Regions from separate parts of the Mus musculus genome. Here regions 2 and 3 are each linked to region 1. A link is a contact called in public targeted proximity ligation data. All regions are on one chromosome and are shown on one strand. The core of a region is the stretch at or near the end of the contact, and the rest is flanking DNA. Distances in the headings are between cores, read along the strand shown.

What was found.
Region 2: a contact with region 1 is called in a targeted proximity ligation map of microglia, with 4 times the contacts expected there. A contact is called at or near these places in 4 of 130 datasets of targeted methods (the 230-238 cell line, CD8 T cells and microglia).
Region 3: a targeted proximity ligation map of CD8 T cells shows a contact between it and region 1, with 6 read pairs. A contact is called at or near these places in 2 of 484 Hi-C or Micro-C datasets (the AML12 cell line and T follicular helper cells) and 5 of 130 datasets of targeted methods (the 230-238 cell line, CD8 T cells and the NIH/3T3 cell line).

Annotation. Positions count from the first base shown.
Region 1 is chr19:32,938,373-32,941,388 of GRCm38.p6, reverse strand. Gm36774 (a long non-coding RNA gene) reads right to left here. Exons shown (of 5, transcript XR_001782638.2): 5 at 1,990-2,762. Among named protein-coding and RNA genes, the nearest start is that of Gm36774, 9.6 kb to the right of the region's middle.
Region 2 is chr19:32,787,225-32,790,240 of GRCm38.p6, reverse strand. The region is part of intron 2 of Pten (phosphatase and tensin homolog); the gene reads right to left. Among named protein-coding and RNA genes, the nearest start is that of Pten, 31 kb to the right of the region's middle.
Region 3 is chr19:33,080,271-33,083,286 of GRCm38.p6, reverse strand. No RefSeq gene overlaps it. Among named protein-coding and RNA genes, the nearest start is that of Gm29863, 4.0 kb to the left of the region's middle.

The DNA of each region.
Region 1 (3,016 bases), core at 284-2,783:
CTCCAAAGAAAAGTTACAGTTTTAGGGCATATCCAGAGAGCTGGGGTTTTGGGGTTTTTTTTTGTTTTTTTTTTTTTTGGTTTTTTTTTGGTTTTTTTCCTTGCATTTCTTTTTGCCACCAAAATGTTGGCATATTTCATCTCAGTTCTCGTGCTTCTCGAAATCTCAGTTTCTATGAAAAGAAAAGAGGGCAGACTTGAAAACTATGGTGCCACTGTCCCCAACAGGTTGGCCCATCAAACAGACACATTTAAAAACCAGGACAGCCTGGACCTCTGGCCGTGGACACATCCCATCTCTCTGGGTCACATGACCATTCCCCGTAAGAGGCTACTCTACACCACTGGAGACCCACCTGGGAGTAGAAATGGCAAATATTGTCAACATCAGACGTTTTGGGCCACTTGGGTCAGTAAATGTGACAAATACAGAGTAGAGATCATGTTCCCAGAAAAGATTTCACTGTCTGCCTTGAAATACAGCTGACAGGATTATTTATTGCCACTGTGAAATTTCTCAGGAAGGCTCTCACCCTCTAGCATTCCTAGAAAAACGCTGTCCCGAGTGGGTCTCCCGCATCCCCTCTGATCAGCTGCCCCGAGATGGCCTTTAAGGACTGCATACGATTAGGACCGAAGAACCATCATTTAATAATCTTTAAAATCTGACTATGACTGAAGATCTTTCCAGCTGGAATCATGGCGTTTCTAAAACCATCCTCCCTTGGATGGGAAACTTTTCACAAAGTGGACACCAACTCCAGGGGTCATATGAATATCAGACTTCACTGCTCTTCAGACTTAAGTGTGTTTGTCAGTGAGCTTGGACATATACATGTTACGGTGTGCGTGCGTGTAGGGGTCAGAAAACAAACTCACCTTTCTATCTTGATTAAGGCAGCGACTCTTCAGTGGCCAGCACTGCACATAGCAGTACAGCTGGCCCATGAGCTTCTGGGGATCCTCCTGCCTCTGACTTCGGCACAACAACACTAGGATGACAGACCCATGCTCCCAAACCCAGCGTTACATGGATTCTGGGATTCTAAATGACATTCTTACCGTTGAGCAGCAAGCATTTACTGAAAGAATCATCTCACTGGCCCACCCTTTATTTTTATAACCAACCCTTGCATAGAAAGATCCAAAATTAAAAGCGGCAGTCCTGGATACCACCATGAACACAGAATTCTCTCTCACACACACATACCACATTTCTTCACGTTAAATGGAGCTACTGCAACATTTCAGTCCATATGTAGGTATCAAGGGCTACCCTAGATGCAAGGACAGCCCTCGGCACAATGGTCCAGCACACGGGAGGCACTCGGTAAGCCCATGCTGTGGCCACCAGCCCCCCTTCTCTCCAGCAAACAGGACTCTGGGAAGAATCACTGAAGGACAAACTCAGAAATTCTTGGAACTATTGCCAAACAGAGAATAACAAGAGCCGCTGTGGGTTCAGGCTATTCTGAGAAGCCACACTTGGTCCAAGTGGGTAAGCCAGGCATAAAGCCTGGGTCTGGGCTCTGAGACCTAGCACAGGAACTGAAAGCTACAGCTGTCAGAGGCATGTCTGCTTCCTGTCTCTGTCTACCATGTCTCTCGGGCTGATTATATCCTTTTAATTTGTTTTTTAATTGAAACAGAATTACACCACTTCCCCATCCCTTTACCTCCTCCAACTCCTCCCACGTACCCCCTTCCAGCTGTCCCCATGCCCACCCCTCACTCTCAAGTTGATAGCCTCTATCTCTTTGATTAGTGTGTGTGTGTATGTGTACATGTGTGTATGTGTATCTGTTTACATGAATATATATAAATAAAATCTGTGTTTCTTATCTGTGTGTATATGGTTTCAAAGCTGATTACTTTGCTTAGGACAATAAATAAGGTGGCTCCTCTCTGAGAAAAGCTAAGTCTTCCTCTTTCAGCAGTCACTGCTCCTTTGTCTAGGGTTACGACCCCATGAAATTTCCCTCTTCCACCTTTGGATATTTATTTATTTACATTTCAAGTGTTATCCCCTTTCCCAGTTTCCCTTCCACAAACCCCCTATCCCATCCCCCCTCCCCCTGCTTCTGAGAGGGAACTCCCCCATGCACCCACACATTCCCACCTCACCACCCTCACATTCCCCTACACTGGGGCGTTGAGCCTTCAGAGAACCAAGGGCCTCTCCTCCCATTGATGCCCAACAAGACCATCCTCTGCTACATATGCAGCTGGAGCCATGGGTCCCTCCATGTGTACTCTTTGGTTGATGGTTAAGTCCCTGAGAGCTCTGGGGGGTGTGGGGGTCTGGTTGGTTGATATTGTTATTCTTCCTATGGGGTTGCAAACTCCTTCAGCTCCTTCGGTCCTTTACCTAACTCCTCCATTGGGGTCCCCGCGCTCAGTCCAACGGTTGGCTGTGAGCATTTTGTTACCATTGGTAGTGCCATGTTTCACGTCTGGTTCATACATCCATTTCTAGAAAATACTGATCTGAGGAAACTTTCCTAGTGTTCTGGCTCTTAAAATTTCTCCTGCTCCTCTTCCACAATATTCCTTGAGCCATAGATTAAGAGCCGTGATGTAGATGTAGCCATTAGGGCCTGGGCTCCCCGGGATCGAATTGTGTTCCATTGTGATTTTCTAGGCTGCTTTGATGAGCGGTGGTAGCTACACTGATCCAGGAAAGGTTGCTCATGCACAAAGAGATTGCAGCTTCTACTCTCCTACCAGATATGAGTAAAGATGAGTCCATGTGTGAAGCCAGACCTGTGGAAGGAAGGGTGATGTTAGATTCTGTCAGACCATGGGACTGGAGATGCCATTCTAGATAAGGGAGTTCATGGAGGCAACCACTGAGGGAACGAGATTCAGAGTGGGCTTTGGAGAATGAGTAAGAGTTACATGTGTGGTTGACAGAGAGCAGAGGCTTTGAGTAAAGCCTAAAGCTGCAGCTAAACGTGTGCAATGGGAGTAGACAACGGGTCTAGAAGAGAAGCATGCAGTCAGGCAAGGGGAACAGG
Region 2 (3,016 bases), core at 366-2,865, 150 kb after region 1:
ATGATTCAAAGAAAGAAAGAAAGAAAGAAAGAAAGAAAGAAAGAAAGAAAGAAAGAAAGAAAGAAAGAAAGAAAGAAAGAAAGAGAGAGAAAGAAAGGTCAAGCCCACTAAGTGACATGTGCCATGCATGTTACCACCGCACACATGTAAACACAGCCAGGTCTATAGAACTGAGTTTGAAGTCAGCTGGGATTAGAGTTGGACACCATCTCAAAACAGCAATCACAGTAACAATGCTATGGACTTGGTAGGATTCTCTAGAATTCTCTTTTGTAATGAACAAATTATTCAGGAAAAAACACTTAGCTGCAGAGAGCTCACAAAGCTCCATTTTAAAACACGGTCATCACAATGGCAGAAGGAGTGCTCAGAGATGAAATCAGAACAGCACAAAGTGGTGTATAAGAAGGAACACAAAAACAGTATCAACTAAAGGTTGGAGTGGAGCAACAGAACAAAAAGAAACTAGAATTCCATACGCTTGACTGGTGTATAATGCTGGAAACAGGAAAAAGGCAGGGAGCCCTAAACCTTTCACTTCTCTATTCTCTGTCCAAAAGAAAAATGCCGAGTCAGTAGTAGGAGATATATTAACAATTCCTCATAAGTTAAATCTTTTCTACTTGATAATTTAAGCAAAGCTGCTTCTTGATTATTTAAGAGCTAGCAATAGAAAATATAGTAATTATATACAACAATAAAGCAGAGTTAGCAATCAGTTATTCTGAGCAAAATATAACCCATCAATTTCTTTAGTCAACATTTATCTGAATCTAAGGGCACAGAAGGGATTTATAAAGGCTATATTATAAAGGCATAAAGAAAGGACTTATAAAGCATTATAAAGCTGTGTCTACAAAAGGAATCAAAGCAGTTTAAACAATTTAAAAGAAAACTCAGTTGAAAAGAAAGTCAACACAAAGTAAACACCACGTATGCACACAATGCCCCACAGAAGTTAACTGTCCGAAGCTTTGGAAGCTAGAAAGTCCAAGAACACCCAAACAAACAAACAAAGACCACGGCTTCTTATATGTAAACACAGCTACAAATTTCTGAAAGGGGGATGAAGTATAAAAATTTCATAAGGAAATTGTGCCACCCTTATGTCAACCAGTTAGCAAACACTGAGATCAGAGGCAGGTATTTCTTTTCTCTTTCCCTTGTTGTGAGACACTCACTCCTACAGAGTGGGCAGCAAGGTACAAGAGAACAGTAGATTCTTCAAAGATCTCACTGGAAGACCTGGGAATTCACAGACAGCAACCAGGATGTAGGACCATGCATTGGTGTCTAAGCAGACTGTAGCCCCTACACCACGTTTCCTAAACTTCTGCTTTCCACAATGGGAACTTCCTCCAGAGCATTATTCCTTTCTGGTAAAGACATTTTATGTCATTTGCAACTAAAAACTCATAATTCTTTCAAGAGTCTTTCCTACCGTGTGTTTACCTTAGGCTTAGGGAAATCCTATCTGTGTGCCCCTTAACAGTTGAACATTCTGATTTCTTAGCTAGCATGTGAGCAACAGCAAGTCTAACAGAAGAAAGCAGCCCTTTAATGGGTACAGTACATCATTCCATCATTTGAAGGGGTGGGGGGATAACTGTCTCAAAGAGAACTGATTACTTAGGGACACATTCCGCACTTCCCCCACTGTTCTCTCAGTCTGACACATAGAAAGACAAGTGAGGAAAGACAAGTGAAACAGCACATTCCAAAGAGAAATGGGCAAACTTGCCTACAGAGATGTATTTAGATAGTAGAGGCTAAAATATTAGACAGCAGTGAGAGGCAATGCTCCCTAACCCTGCACGACCTAAGACACCTCCTAGAACTGCATCTTCCTTGAAGGAACTGACTGCACATCGCCCTCACCACTCTCACCCTCCTATCCCTGTTGAGCCTCCTTTCCAACTGTGGTGTGTCTGTGTGTCTGTCTCACATCGCCCTCACCACTCTCACCCTCCTATCCCTGTTGAGCCTCCTTTCCAACTGTGGTGTGTCTGTGTGTCTGTCTCACATCGCCTCACCACTCTCACCCTCCTATCCCTGTTGAGCCTCCTTTCCAACTGTGCTGTGTCTGTGTGTCTGTCTCACTGAGATAAACTGAGGCTGATGTATGAGCATGAAAGATTTCTTAGGAAATAAATCTAGATAAGCCACAATAGTGAATTTTAAATTTATTTTATATAAACATGTATTTCAAATGCTAGAAAGTATTACCAAAAATCCACAACAAAACAACAAAAACAAATCTTAAAAAACCCCACAAAACAGAAACAAAGAAACCAAAGTAGTTCAAGAGGACAGAGAAGCAGCCCCAGAAGCCAGCCCTGACCACCGACTGCACTTGCGGAACCTTTCCCAGGGAATCTAGGCAAACGCTGACACTTTCAGTGAGTCAGCTCTGACAGAAAATGAAGGTTAACTTAAACAATTTTAGGTGTGTGTGTGTGTGTGTGTGTGTGTGTGTGTGTCATGGGAACAACAGGTATTTCTCTATGACTTTGCAACTAGTCTGTTTTTGAGAACGGTTCCCTCACTGAACACGGAGCTAGTTATTTTGGCTAAGCTAACTGGCCAGCAAGCCCCCAGGATAGTCTTCTCTGCCTGCTTCCTGTCACAGAGGTCGCAGAAACATGCTGAGCAAGCTGGCTTTTGTATGAGTTCTAAGAATGGGAACTCAGTGAGACTAGGCCGGGGCCTAGCAAACACAGAAGTGGATGCTCACAGTCAGCTACTGGATGGAGCACAGGGCCCCCAATGGAGGAGCCAGAGAAAGTATCCAAGGAGCTAAAGGGATCTGCAACCCTGTAGGTGCAACATTATGAACTAACCAGTACCCTGGAGCTCTTGACTCTAGCTGCATATGTATCAAAAGATGGCCTAGTCAGCCATCACTGGAAAGAGAGGCCCATTGGACACGCAAACTTTATATGCCCCAGTACAGGGGAACGCCAGGGCCAAAAAAATGGGAATGGGTGGGTAGGGAAGTGGTGGTGGGGGGAGGGTA
Region 3 (3,016 bases), core at 372-2,871, 140 kb before region 1:
AGCTGTTGTGAGGTGGTAGAGATGTGTGTGCCTTGAAGGAAGTAAGTCACTGGAAATGAATCCTTAAAGGTATGCCCCCATCTCTCCTTCCTTCCCCTCTCCCTTTCTGTCTTCCTTTCTCCCTCCCCCACTTTTCTCTCTCTCATCACCCTCCCCGCCCCATCTCCTTCCTTGGCTACTGAGAAGCAGGCAGGTTTGCTCCACCACTAATCCTTGGCACGATGCTATTCTTTATCACAGGCCCAGAAACAATAGAACCAAGAAAAAAAATCTTTGGAACTAGGAGCCAAAAATAAATCTTTCCTCCCTCAGTGTGATTGTCTCAAGTATTTCATCACAAAGACAGAAAGCTGACAAGAGTTGTATAAATTCTTTGTTTATAATTAGATCTCATTCCCCAAATATCTCATAGATATATATAGATATATATCTTCTACATACATATAAAATTTACAGTTCAGATATTTGTATATATGTACAAATTCTGTCAACTTTTAAAAATGAAGTCCAAATCATTTGGCCAGTCCCAACCATTATGGATAGATGATTTTTAGTCTTTACTAATAATATTAGGATATCATTTATTTCTTATTAGAAACCTTTGAAATGACTCCAGTGGGTATCAAAATGGTGCTGCCAAATAGCCATGGCTGAGTGGAGGTCAGCTTGTCTCTAAGAATGAGCAGGGTTCTTGTAACTAGAGAGGCTAACTCAGGGCTGAGAGATACATTTGTGAACAGAGCTGATGGACGCTTCTTGACACTAGACGTAATGAATTTATGTTTTTAGTCCACTTAAGCTGGAGTACTCTTCACTTTTGTCCAGAGTGTTCTCATGCAGTTCCATTAACGGAAATTGCTAGGTCAAAAGAAGGTCTGTTTCTCAGAGAGGATGAATTCATATTCATTTTTAAAACACGAGCATAAACTCAGTAAAAGAAAGTTTAATCCTAGATCTGGAGAAAGTGATGGACAGGTGGGTTAGCTGAGCATTGGGGCACTGGATGCTCGCACTGAAGCTTAAGGGAAAGAGCACACGGAGAGATGCGAGGATAGCCTGGGCCACCTGGCTAGCTCTATTAGCCAGGAAGAAAAGCAAGAGACGTTAGTGAGGGATGCTGGGGAAAGAAGCATAAAGGGACGGAGGCAGGCTTCCAATGCCTTGGTCAGCTTCTCCCCGTAACCGATGCTCTTCTGAGTAGAGCAGTTGACTTTGGCTCATTGTGTACGAGGTTTCAGGCTGGGATCAGTTGACTCTGTCGGCCGCCACCATGCCTGCTACATCAAGGTGGAGTAAAACCATCAAACCCATGGCCAGAGAGAGAAAAAACAAAAAGGGAAGAAAATCCCTTAAAGGCCTGAAGCCTTCCACCTGCACCTCTCAGAAGTTCCACCATCTTCTTATAGCATAAAGGCTGGATACCAAGCCATTCATGGGTGAGCCTTGAGGTGACACCTATCCAACACAGCACAGACCAAGAAGGCAATTCAGAGAGATCAATGATAGCATGTGGGTCAGGTTTTACAAAGGAACCAAAACTGAAGGAGCAGAGATAACAGGGCTAGATAACCAACCACCAGGACACCGTGATACAAGACAAAAATGAAACCAAAGGCACTTTCAGGTGGTAACAAGAGCTCTGTTCTAAAAATAGGCAAGCTGACAGGAAGGTAAGTGACATGGAGAGTGGCTCAAAGGAGTGTAGTTGAATTAAGTAAGGCTCTATCACTAATGCCGATCATTCGTCCTCCAGTTAAGAGGCAGATGCCATTTCTCAAGGCCCTTACATTTGAGGAGGGGCCATGCTGCTGTTCAGTTATAAGTCTGAAGTTTTCTGGACCAAAGTGGTGAAAAGCCTGCACTTTGATCTTTAATCTCTTCTTTCTCTCTGTTTCTTCTTCCTCTCTCCTTCTTCTCCTCCATTGTTCATCCCCCTTTTCTCCCTGACTTCTTTCTTCTCTTCTTCCTCCTCTTCTTCTTCTTCCTCCTCCTCCGCCCTAACCCCCACAATGGTTCAGGAGGAGATCCTCCACTTAGATGAGAAAAGCAAAAGATTGAAACATATGCACAGAACAGATAAATATTGTCCATTGAACATATCATGAGATGTAAAAATCATTTGTTATTACAGCATAACTTAGTTCTACCCTTGCTAGCAAACATCAAAGCTAGGGACATAGCAAAAGAGAGTAGCAGGGTTAAGAAAAAAATATTTTTCCATTCTATACTTAATTTTACAAAATGGAAAGACCCAGTGTGGAAGAAAGTCTCTAAGATAATAAAACAATTGTGTGTGTGTGTGTGTGTGTGTGTGTGTGTGTGTGTGTGTGTGTGTACATGCATGCATGTGGTGGCCAGAGGTCAATCTCAAGTGTCATTCCTCAAGAGCCATCCACCTGGTTCTTGAGACAATGTCCCTCAATAGATCTGAGGCTCCATTAGACTAGAGCAGCTGCTCACCAAGCCCTGGGGATTAGTCCGCCTCTGCCTCCCCAGCACTGGCCTCTCAAGTGCTCACCACCACACCTAGCTTTTTTTATGGGTGCTGGGGTTTGAACTCAGGACCTCATGCTTGCACACCAAGAACTTTACCAACTGACTTGTCGCCCTAACCCTGATAAAGCAATGTCCCATAGAAAGTAGACTACATGACAAAAGTCTCTGCTTTTCTTCTTCTAAGGGAGAAATAAAAATCCAGAAAGAATGCTCAAGAGTTTAAGTCAGAGAGGTAGGTGGTGGAAGTGTATGGTTACAGTGCAGGTACTTCCTTCCTAAGAGAAGGGAAGGGTAGGACTGGGAGTTCTTCATGTGGGGCAATTTCAAGGTATGTTGAGCATCCATGCCTGAAATTAAATACATTTGCAGTGACCACCTTTGTAGGTTGGCTTGCTGGCAGCTAGCCAGCTGGGATGACTGGCAAAAGACAGATCCAAAGTGCATTTAACTTCTCTTGTTATTTAAAAAGTAGACCCTTACCCAGAAATGGTTAAGCTGAGTCCTGTCCTCAGTCCTAGCC